Regions from separate parts of the Oryzias latipes genome. Here region 1 is linked to region 2. The links are chromatin contacts, called in public Hi-C maps. All regions are on one chromosome and are shown on one strand. Each heading gives the region's core, a stretch centred on a gene start, on an enhancer-like site or on the middle of the called end of the contact. The rest is flanking DNA. Distances are from core to core; before and after follow the strand shown.

Evidence for each region. Hi-C and Micro-C count contacts between places; a contact is called where the count stands out from the background.
Region 1: a Hi-C map of embryo shows a contact between it and region 2, with 1.4 times the contacts expected there. The contact joins two enhancer-like sites. A contact is called at or near these places in 2 of 5 Hi-C or Micro-C datasets (both in embryo).

Annotation. Positions count from the first base shown.
Region 1 is chr8:10,833,461-10,838,277 of ASM223467v1, reverse strand. No RefSeq gene overlaps it. Among protein-coding and RNA genes, the nearest start is that of sstr2, 8.3 kb to the left of the region's middle. Within about 2 kb of position 3,092, at least 1 of the 8 cell types and tissues checked has an H3K27ac peak or open chromatin away from gene starts, as enhancers often do. A contact at or near this core is called in embryo, where this site is marked.
Region 2 is chr8:10,587,409-10,592,076 of ASM223467v1, reverse strand. rnf213 (E3 ubiquitin-protein ligase RNF213) reads right to left here. Exons shown (of 68, transcript XM_020705294.2): 67 at 4,491-4,668; 68 at 3,238-3,946. The coding sequence ends at 3,790. Among protein-coding and RNA genes, the nearest start is that of rnf213, 31 kb to the right of the region's middle. Within about 2 kb of position 2,681, at least 1 of the 8 cell types and tissues checked has an H3K27ac peak or open chromatin away from gene starts, as enhancers often do. A contact at or near this core is called in embryo, where this site is marked.

The sequences.
Region 1 (4,817 bases), core at 1,843-4,342, 250 kb before region 2:
GCCTCTATAGGGCGCAGCAGTGGAGAAATTGATTATGGAGCTTAAAGACGCTTGTGGAGACAACAGAAGCTTTTGTAATTTATTTTCTTCAGAGGGTTGACGTTATAGCTGATTTAGTGTGGATGTGTTTGTGTGCGTGGGTGAAGGAGACTCTGATACACTTAATATAATAAATTTTAAACTCGGCAAGTAAAGGCAGATCTATCTGGAGCTCTGGCTTTTGAGGGGGGTGTAAACAGAAAGCACAGCCTGAACGACACAGACCTCTCATCTACTCGCTCACATTTTTAAACCTGATGATTGCTTAGAAGTAAAATACGTATTAGAGTAGTTTTTCCCAATTTACTTCACATCTGCCTCTCTCCTCAGAATTTGATTAATGTAATACTTAGTGTTGTAATCTTAGTTAATTGTCAGAATCCAATGTATTTAAGCACATTAAGCTAAACTGTAGTCTCTATTAGGGCATAACCAAAATTAATGGTTTTATTTTAACCCAAAAAAAGGCATCTGAGAGCAAATGAACCTATTTAGTTTGATCCTCCAGTGGCAGAGCCGTGCTTGAGTGCATGCTAACAAGACCCTATTTCATTTATAATGAAGTCTCCTAGGGTCCGTGTGGATTAGAACCGTTAAGAAATATGTGGATGTCTATTTGAGAAATGACCAAGGAGCTAGAAAAGAAAAACAAACATGAATATAAAGAATGAAGACAATTTATAAAGTTTTCAATCATACTTTTTTTTCAAGGGAAACAGTGAAAAGACTGTTGCAGTGGTAGAAAATAAAAAATAAATCGTTCCAGGTACCTGACCTGCCAGACTCCTAAATCCAACAGAAAATGTATTAAAACATTATCCAAAAGTGTCAAACTAAGTAAGCAAACGAACATGGATTACCACTATTGGAGACAACAGTAGAAGCTTTTTATTTTTTACTATATAATTTTGGAAAAGAGGGAGAAAAAATGAAAAGAAGTTCAAATGAGATTGCATCTTAATGTTGTAAAATATAAAATTAAACACATTTGTAGATGTTGCTGTTAAAGGTTTATCAGTTTCACTAGAATATAAATAAAATACACAAATATTTTACTGGAATATTAAACGGCACAGTTTTAACTTGAAAAGTGCATCAAGCAAATGTTACACAGTTCAAGTGTAACAGTTTAATCTGGTTTGTTTAAATGGGAACAACTGACAGTTTCTCTGAAGACGCAGCACATTCCAGCTAATAACTACAAAATGTAATTCGTTTGTTTAGCTAAGGTTGTGGGTGAAAAGTAATCTTGTATGTGTTGAGTTGTTTTGAGCTTTAGCTTCTTTATTTTAACATTATGCAGCTCAAGATCTGTGGAGATTCTGCAGACTGCATGGATACGCAGAAATGCGTAAATTAATCCAGTTTGAACTCAGAAAAATGTCAGAATAACAGCAACATTGTGGTTCTTGGACACAAAGCTTAGCAGTAGTTTGCTTTATTCTTGTTTTTTAAAGTTTACAATTACCAGAAAAGGCGTAGAAGACTATTTGTAAAAACAAAATGTTTAACATTTTAATACCACTCCTAAGTGGTATAAAAAAAGGTTAAATAAAATTGAATAAGAAATATTGCTAGATAGCAAATAGCAAGACAGAGCATCATTCGTAAAAATTTGTTATTTTTAACAATTGTTGGTAGAAACATATCAAAACTAATTTATACTTTTGAGTTAAGTGATTTTCCACTGACTGGAAAAAACAAGTATACTTTTTACCCGGATTCTAGGGTTAGAGGTAATGCATCTGTGCCGCATAAATCAGCATTCTTCTGTTTTTTTGGGAAAAGAACATTTGACAGTTTTAATGTCTCACTTGAGATGAATTTCATCACCTCTGGATCAGAATGGCCAAATCGCTCATTAATCACAAAGTGGCAAATTTTCAATGTAAAACATAACCACATTACAATATGAAGGGGTCTTTCAAAAAGGTCATTTGATTTATCTTCTGGAGATCCGGGCTATCACACAGAGACCTATAAAGTCAAATGTAGTTGGAAAGAAAAATTGCTTCCTTAGAAAAACAAGTCTCCCTAAAGTGACCTGAACATAATAAACTATTAATTCATAAATAAATTAGTTAGTTTCAGTGATCATTAAATCCTAATATAACAGGTATATTGAGAAAACAACCCCTGTCAGATAAAACGTGTGAATCCATTCCATAGCTAAAAAAAGTGTAACAGAGCACTGATGTGTTGAATTTAATCCTTTTTTTTTTTGTCAAATGCAGCAGCCAGACTGAGCAGTTCATGAGATGTACTTCTCATGAAAGCCTCGCCCTTTTTTTCTGACTCCAAGAAAAGACTGCACATTTTGGGAAATAAAATGCGCCTTAGAATTTCCAAAGAAATCAAAAAATAAATGAGGCAAAATAGAAAAAAAATGCACCCCATCTGCAGTGGGTTTTAATGAGACTTTTTAGTAATTCTATGAGCAGACTTCTGATGCTTTTTTGGTCTCTTAGTGTGGCCTTGTTCGTTTTTGGGGGGGGCAATAATCATGGCAAAAATAAGGAATGCTTCCTGAATAAATCTTTGCATTTTCTTGCAACTCTGTTTTTTGTGGATATCAGTTATTTGCCCCTCAAAAGTGAGAAAGCTCATTGCCTTGCAGAGGAGCTAATGTTTTCCTTCTTTTGTTCTGCCAATTGAAATGGAACTGTCACCATGTGTTTTCCAAACTAAATGTAATTTCCATGTACCTATTTACTTATGGACTCTTGCAGCTTTAGGTAAAGAAAAAGTTGCATCAATCAGTCAGAAAGATAATCAGGCTAAAACAGATTAGCTGCATGCATATATTCACTCCCATTATTTATTCATTGGCCCTCCAGCCAGAACAAACAGTGTTTAGTGGCTTCTCTGAGTGTCCACTGAGGGATGGCGTTAAAATTGCATGGCTTTTGGCTTAAGGATTTAGGTGTTTTACAGCTCTGTCCACGAGGTTCCTAACGTTTGCTCAGCAACACCGAGCGCAAAACACACAACCGAGGACAGATGGCCGTGTGAGGACAAACACTGCAAGAGAGCGGCAGCTCAAGAAGAGAGGGATGGGTTGCTTTTTCAGCGGCGGCAGCAGCGTGTTGCCACACGCAACTCGAGACGGACGGGCAGAGACGGAGAGCTCTGCCGCCCCCGGCCACAGCAACAGGCCCCGCTCCAATGAAGCATTTTATACCAAATGTTTAATATTGAACAAAGCACATTAATAGGCCATGCACCGGGGGGGGGGGGGGGGGGGGGGGGGAGAATTGTGCGAAAGACAAACAAGATCTGTATATAAAATATTCATAGACTGGAATTGTGTCAAAGCAAGCAGATTTGATAGCTTTTGGTATTTATTTGCTTTCACATGAATGGTGAGTCATTGCCATTTTACAATACTGCAAAGTCCGTGGTATCATAACAATATGTGATTAACTGTGTGAATGTGGGCAAATAGTGGTGAGTCAACAAAGGAAACTAGATGAAGGGAGCGTTTTAACAGAGCATTCTGCCCACTCGCTTCACACCAAATGTTATACGCAGGAAGGATCTCCTCAAAACAGCATCGCATTGAGTCAAAGCTTAACATCATTGGACTAAACCAAGACAATCCATGCAGTTTTCATCCCCAACTGGGTAATGCAGTTTTCCAAGCCTTTTATGTTTTCCTGGATTAGGGTCACTTTACCTTGTGTTTAATCCTGATATGTTTGATTGCTCCACTGTAATTTCACATAGATTAGATCAAACTGAGTAACAAAAGAAACTTCTAAACTCTACCCAAATACATAGCAAATGGATCTATATATAAGTCCCCATGATGTGAAGGTAGGTTATTATTTTTTTCAAGGATCCATATAGCTTTGCTTCCATCTATTTAATCTTTTCCAATTGTTTAGTGATTCTCAAGTTCTGAAACTAATCCAAACGGAAAAAACATAGGAAATTTGAAAAGGATAGATAGTATTTTAAAGCACAAAGTTGCAGTGCTCTGCTATTATATCAAAATCTCAATTCAGAAGTTTTAATCCAGTTCCTCACGGGAGGTGTCTAAAATATTTTAAATCTCTATAACATGCAACCAAGTTAAAAAGAAGAGAATGCATTTCAACTTTCAGAAAAGACACCCACACATATGCAAAGAAGCATTCACCAATATAGAAATGTTTCATTTACATGCATCCTTGCCCCAAAACTAGGGAAAAAGAAATGACTATTTGGACACTGAGTATTATTAGTCAATGTCACAGAGTAAAAACCAGCCAGGAGTTGTGCCTCTGCTGAAACATAAATGAATCCCAGCCTTTTATTGCATAGATTGCTCACAGTGACAAATCCAAACTCTGAAAATGAGAAAATGTTGGCCAAATTGGTATTTCAATACATTCCTGAGAACACGCTGCTTTATTCACTTTGCTTCTCAGTTTGTATTGGAGCAGATTTAATGCCTGGGTATCAAGGTAAACATGGCTTTGGAGGCTAAAAGGAAAAAGTGTGAGGAAGAGGAGTGAAAGCAGTTTGAAAAATAACAAATGAAACTATTTTTTGTTATGCAGTTTCTTTTAATGGTAATATACTTTTTTTTTTAAGAATGACACAATTGTAATTCACGTCTCATTCGGCTAACTGCATTTTAAATATTCATTTAGTTTAGTTTTTTAAACTTCCAAGGCTATTTGAAGGCATGAACGTTAAAAATAAACACTGGGACACTGTTTTGTTCCTTGGGAGCAAAACAAGAACAAAACTACATTTGAATACAAACTCTAACTTTCTTTTTCAGAGCTTCC
Region 2 (4,668 bases), core at 1,432-3,931:
CAAAGTCTTTCTTATTGGAAAAGAGCTAGTTTCTTAGCAGTTAGGGGGTAGAGAAGGAATTCAAACATAGTCCTTGACCTCAAAGATGTTAAAGACAAAGTACAGTACCTCAATGCTTATGGTGACCAAGTGGGTTTCTTGGGAGACACATACTTTAGTTTTGTTAAACTTCTGTTTGGAGAGGGTTTTGTATGACAAAAAAACAAACAAAAACCACAGCAACATTTCCTCTTCTTCGTCTTTGTAGCATTGTTCTGGCAGCTGCTAATCAACGCAGCAACATTTTTCTAGAACACCAACTTGAAGTTGCTGTAGCACATTTGGTCCAGTCCAGATTAGTGATTGTGGCATTAGTGAGCCCAGGCTCACAAGTGATACAAATCAGGTGTCTGATTGGTATCACATGGTTGAAACCTTAAGCATGGATCCATCCCACGTTATCTGCTATGACCTAAATGCATGTTTCTTTTTGTTTTGTTTTTTACAAATGGGGTACAGTTTATAAGAGAAAATTTTAAAAAAGCTTTCCAACCGCCTGTTTCTTTTGTTTTGTTTTTTGACAAGGAGCGTTTTTACACCAAATAATCTACCAATCACATGCTTCTTTATGTTTTATGCACAAAAATGTTTATTTGCATAAAAAGTTTAGATGGTGTGAGAAAAAGGCAGGTCATAAAACGCGAAAAATCAAAGGCCTAGGAATCCTTTAGTCCGATCAAACACCAACCACATTCTCATTGTCCATGCGGTGTGAGGAGACGAGCAGCTTGGAGCGTTTACTGATCTGCATCCTTCCAGTCAGTGATCGCCACAGGCGTTTATTTCAAAATAAAATGCAGCAGACACATAACTTTCTTATTAATATTTAGGAAATTGTAGACATATTCCTGGGCTTCTCAAACATCCTATCATCTTACCATAACAATTTGATTCAATATGTGGTATTTTTGTTTTGGAATCCAAAAGCTGAGCCGTCTGGCTGTAAACCGACTGCTTGGTCCTGAAATTCAAGCTGGAGTAATGAAGGAGGTAAAGTTAAGATTTCAAGGGCCAAGGTGAGTTCAGCAGGGAGCTGAGCTTTGTGCCAAAACAACCTTTATCAATGATGCAAAGCTGACTTTTAATTGCACTAAACTCATTTTGCATACTTTATGTGCAAAAACTCTTTTTCCATTTGCATCTGCTTACTGGGAAACTTGCCCATGCACGTGGCGTAGAATTAAAATGTGAAATCTCACAATGCTGCTCCCCTCACAGTCCCAAGTGGTATGTTCCCACTTAACTAGTAATTGTATTTTTTCTTCACGTATTTAATAGAACAACACGGCAGCAGTGCTCTTAATTCCTTCCTTCTGCTTGGAGGACAACTCAAGTGTTGAGAGCGGGGAGAAGTGCACACAATTAGCTAATATAATTCACAGATGTGCTCTGGGAGATTTTCGTCGGCATCGCAGCTCTGCGCAGCAGGCGGGGCAACTGGAGAGTTTGGCCTCTGCGCTCTCACCCCATCGTGACCTTATGGCACGCACACTGCATATGACGCAGCAATTAAAATAGACTTATTTGACATGATGCAATAACACCACCAATATAAAAGGCTAACAAAAAAAGATGTCAGGCCTGATAGAAAATACAGTAGCCTTCTGGCATGCTTCCTTGGGTCTCTTGGGTGCTTCGGGGTCCTGATTTCACACCACCGTTGTTGAAATTTTTGTTCCTTTTCTGACTATGAGAGCCTCCCTGGAGTCTAAGAACCAAAATGATACTGGATCCCCAATGTGTAAACTTGATGACTATCTGAGGCTGTTTTGGAAAGGGTTAAGTTCAAAACTTCTCCAGGGTTGGAGGCACCGTGGAGATTCAAAGTCAAACTTCAGTGTTTTGATATTGATAGAAGTCATACTAAAAACTAAGCTAGATTTACTAAATTTTGCTTCTCTAGTTTATCGTTTACTGTTGATGAATAGTAAAGATTTGAGGACTTATGTCCAGTTTTGCTGATCTTGTTAACTTCCACCAGGTCCAAACATGAATGCTGTTTACAGCGAGCCACCATGCATGTTGATTTTGTTACAAAGCACACACAGACAAACAAACAACCTTGAAAAATAATTTGGCCTTTTTGTGCTCTTTCCTTTGTACCGCTGGTCTGAAGCCTTCCCAAGTGGAAGAGAATGGATTGAGATTGCTAAGTGAAGTTTGTTCTGCAAGACTGAGCTGCACAAATCATGCCTGTGACCCATTTATGGGTGTGTTTACTGACCCTGTGTATGGTACCTCTTCACTAATGAGCGGCAAGCTAGCTCAGGATGTTTCTCACCCCTTTTTTGGGGTGAAATGAGTGGCTGTAAACATGAAATAAAACACTACATGCAGACCCAACGGAGCTTAATGGTCATTTTGCATGTCTACACATATAGTTCTAATTTCCTTTAAGTGCAATGGTAAAAACACAAAGTATTTTGGAAGATTTTGTTTACTTACTGCAGACTCCCAAAGGGTGGTCCTTGGCTGGGTTTACTTTCACGGGCCTCCATTTGTCATTGTTATGCTAAACACTACCTTGGCATAGAGGAAATTGAATCAAGGAGTTGTCCAGCGGCATTCTTTTGGCTGTCTTGTCTGTATCATTTCCATCAGCCTGATCAGAAACACATTGAGCTCCCACCAACAGAGGGTCAAAATGTCACAAAACCTTTGGCATGCAGACATTTCCTGAGTGCTGCATCATGTCCAGCCATCACTGCCTCTCAGCAGTGACGTAATCTGTAAATACAGCGTAATTACTTTACGGAACACGATTGGGGCTGTTGAAAACTGTACAATAATAACAAGCTTTTTTTTTTTTTTTCTCGCTGTGAGAATGGATCTAGTAAACGTTTCAGCTGAAATTGACATTTTGTTTAAATGGTAAAAGTGAAAAACAAACATTGAGATAAAGCTTTAAAACATTAATGTCAGGTACTGATTTTTTTAAGCAACTAATGAAGTAAAAAAAAATGATTTTAAAGATACATTTTGCAAATGCATAAATATAAGTCAGATTAAGCTTAACAAGTATTTGATATTACTTACAGATCTATAATGTTCTTACCTGAAATATAATAAGTTTCTGTTTTTGCTGATTTCTTAAATGCCGTGGTGACAACAGGACCCAGTGGCTGATGAGTGGAGTACACAAGTCGAAACAACACTCTACCTTTGTTATGACTTTTCTATAAAAATAGAAGATCCATGTTGCAAACACAGAACATTCATGGCGAATGCAATTTTATTGCATCAGGAAAGTGCAAACAAAACTTTCTTCAAGTTCTTTCTCAGTTGTACAGGACCTTCCTGTTCTTAAGGCTTTTTTGGAGTGCATTATTCAAAAAACAGTGTAATCCTGAGAAACAGCATCCATAGTGTGCTAAAATGTGTTACAATTCAGTTTCACCAATGCTGCAACATGTTTATGAATAAAAAGAAACGGTCTTGAAGCACAGATAGAAAAGAAAAAGATATTTCAAAGAAATGTAAAGAAACGATGGAATGAACAATATATCAGAGACGAGGCTTTAACTGATCAAATCTAAACGTGATTAATGGCACCAACAAAATACTAATGTGAAAGACATTGTCCAATCAGTACAAATACTCTATAAAGGCACATTTCTTTAGTATGGAAGTGTGCAAAAACATGATTTATCAACACTGTTTCTGGAAATTCAACATTTCTATCTGAGATATGTATTAACAAAAAAGAATTAAGAACAACAATAATAAAAAAAAAAAAGTGCAGAATTATCCTCATATTTTCTGAGCTCGTTCCTGCTTGAAAGTGACGATGAACTTCCAGGCTTCCACATAATGGCACAGGCACATCCCGTCTGGGAAGAGCTCCTCCACATCTTGAGGAATGTCAAGGTCTTTGCGTTCCATATAAGACACCAGAGTGTCCTTTAAGCTTTAGGAGACAAATAAAGCACTTTGAATCAGAACTGCTGTATTTGTTCTCACAACAACAATTTCAGTGTAGGTGACCAAACTGTTTAGCAGGAATATAAGGAGAACAAGGAAAAAGTTTAATTCATAAATGTTAGCTAAGGGAACTGCTTTTAAATCTAAATCCAACCTCTGTGGGACAACATTGAACTTTTCAACTGTTTTTGTTTATCAAATTCTATGTATTCCAAATATTTTCCATTTAAAGATTATAATTATATGTATTCAAAAAACAAAAAGGATGCTGAGTATGTGCTCTCAGCCTGGATGTTTTTTGGTTAAATTCCACAAGTGGGTCGTACCAAATATTGTAAAACAGGGGACCAAATGCTCCAGCTTGATAGGAAAAGACGGCTTACCTCTCCCTCAGAAGGTGCATTTATTAGAAGAACAAACTCAGGTGAAACTTTTATTGGTTTAATTTGAAAAATGATAACTCAGTGTTTCACTCTGACCTAAGAACAGGTAAAAGAATAAATTAAAAAAAGAGTTGAGATGGTTTTTACCCCCAGTCAGGCCGGTACGTCTCCGTAGCATTGGGCATTTTGAGGACCAGCACCATGAACTCATGCATCTCCAGTAAGAAAGTGTCACCATTGCATATGGAGAAGAAAGCGGTCAGCTGGCGGTGCTCGTCTTCACCCAGGACCTGCTTGTAGTCTTCAGAAATTCCCACAAACGGAT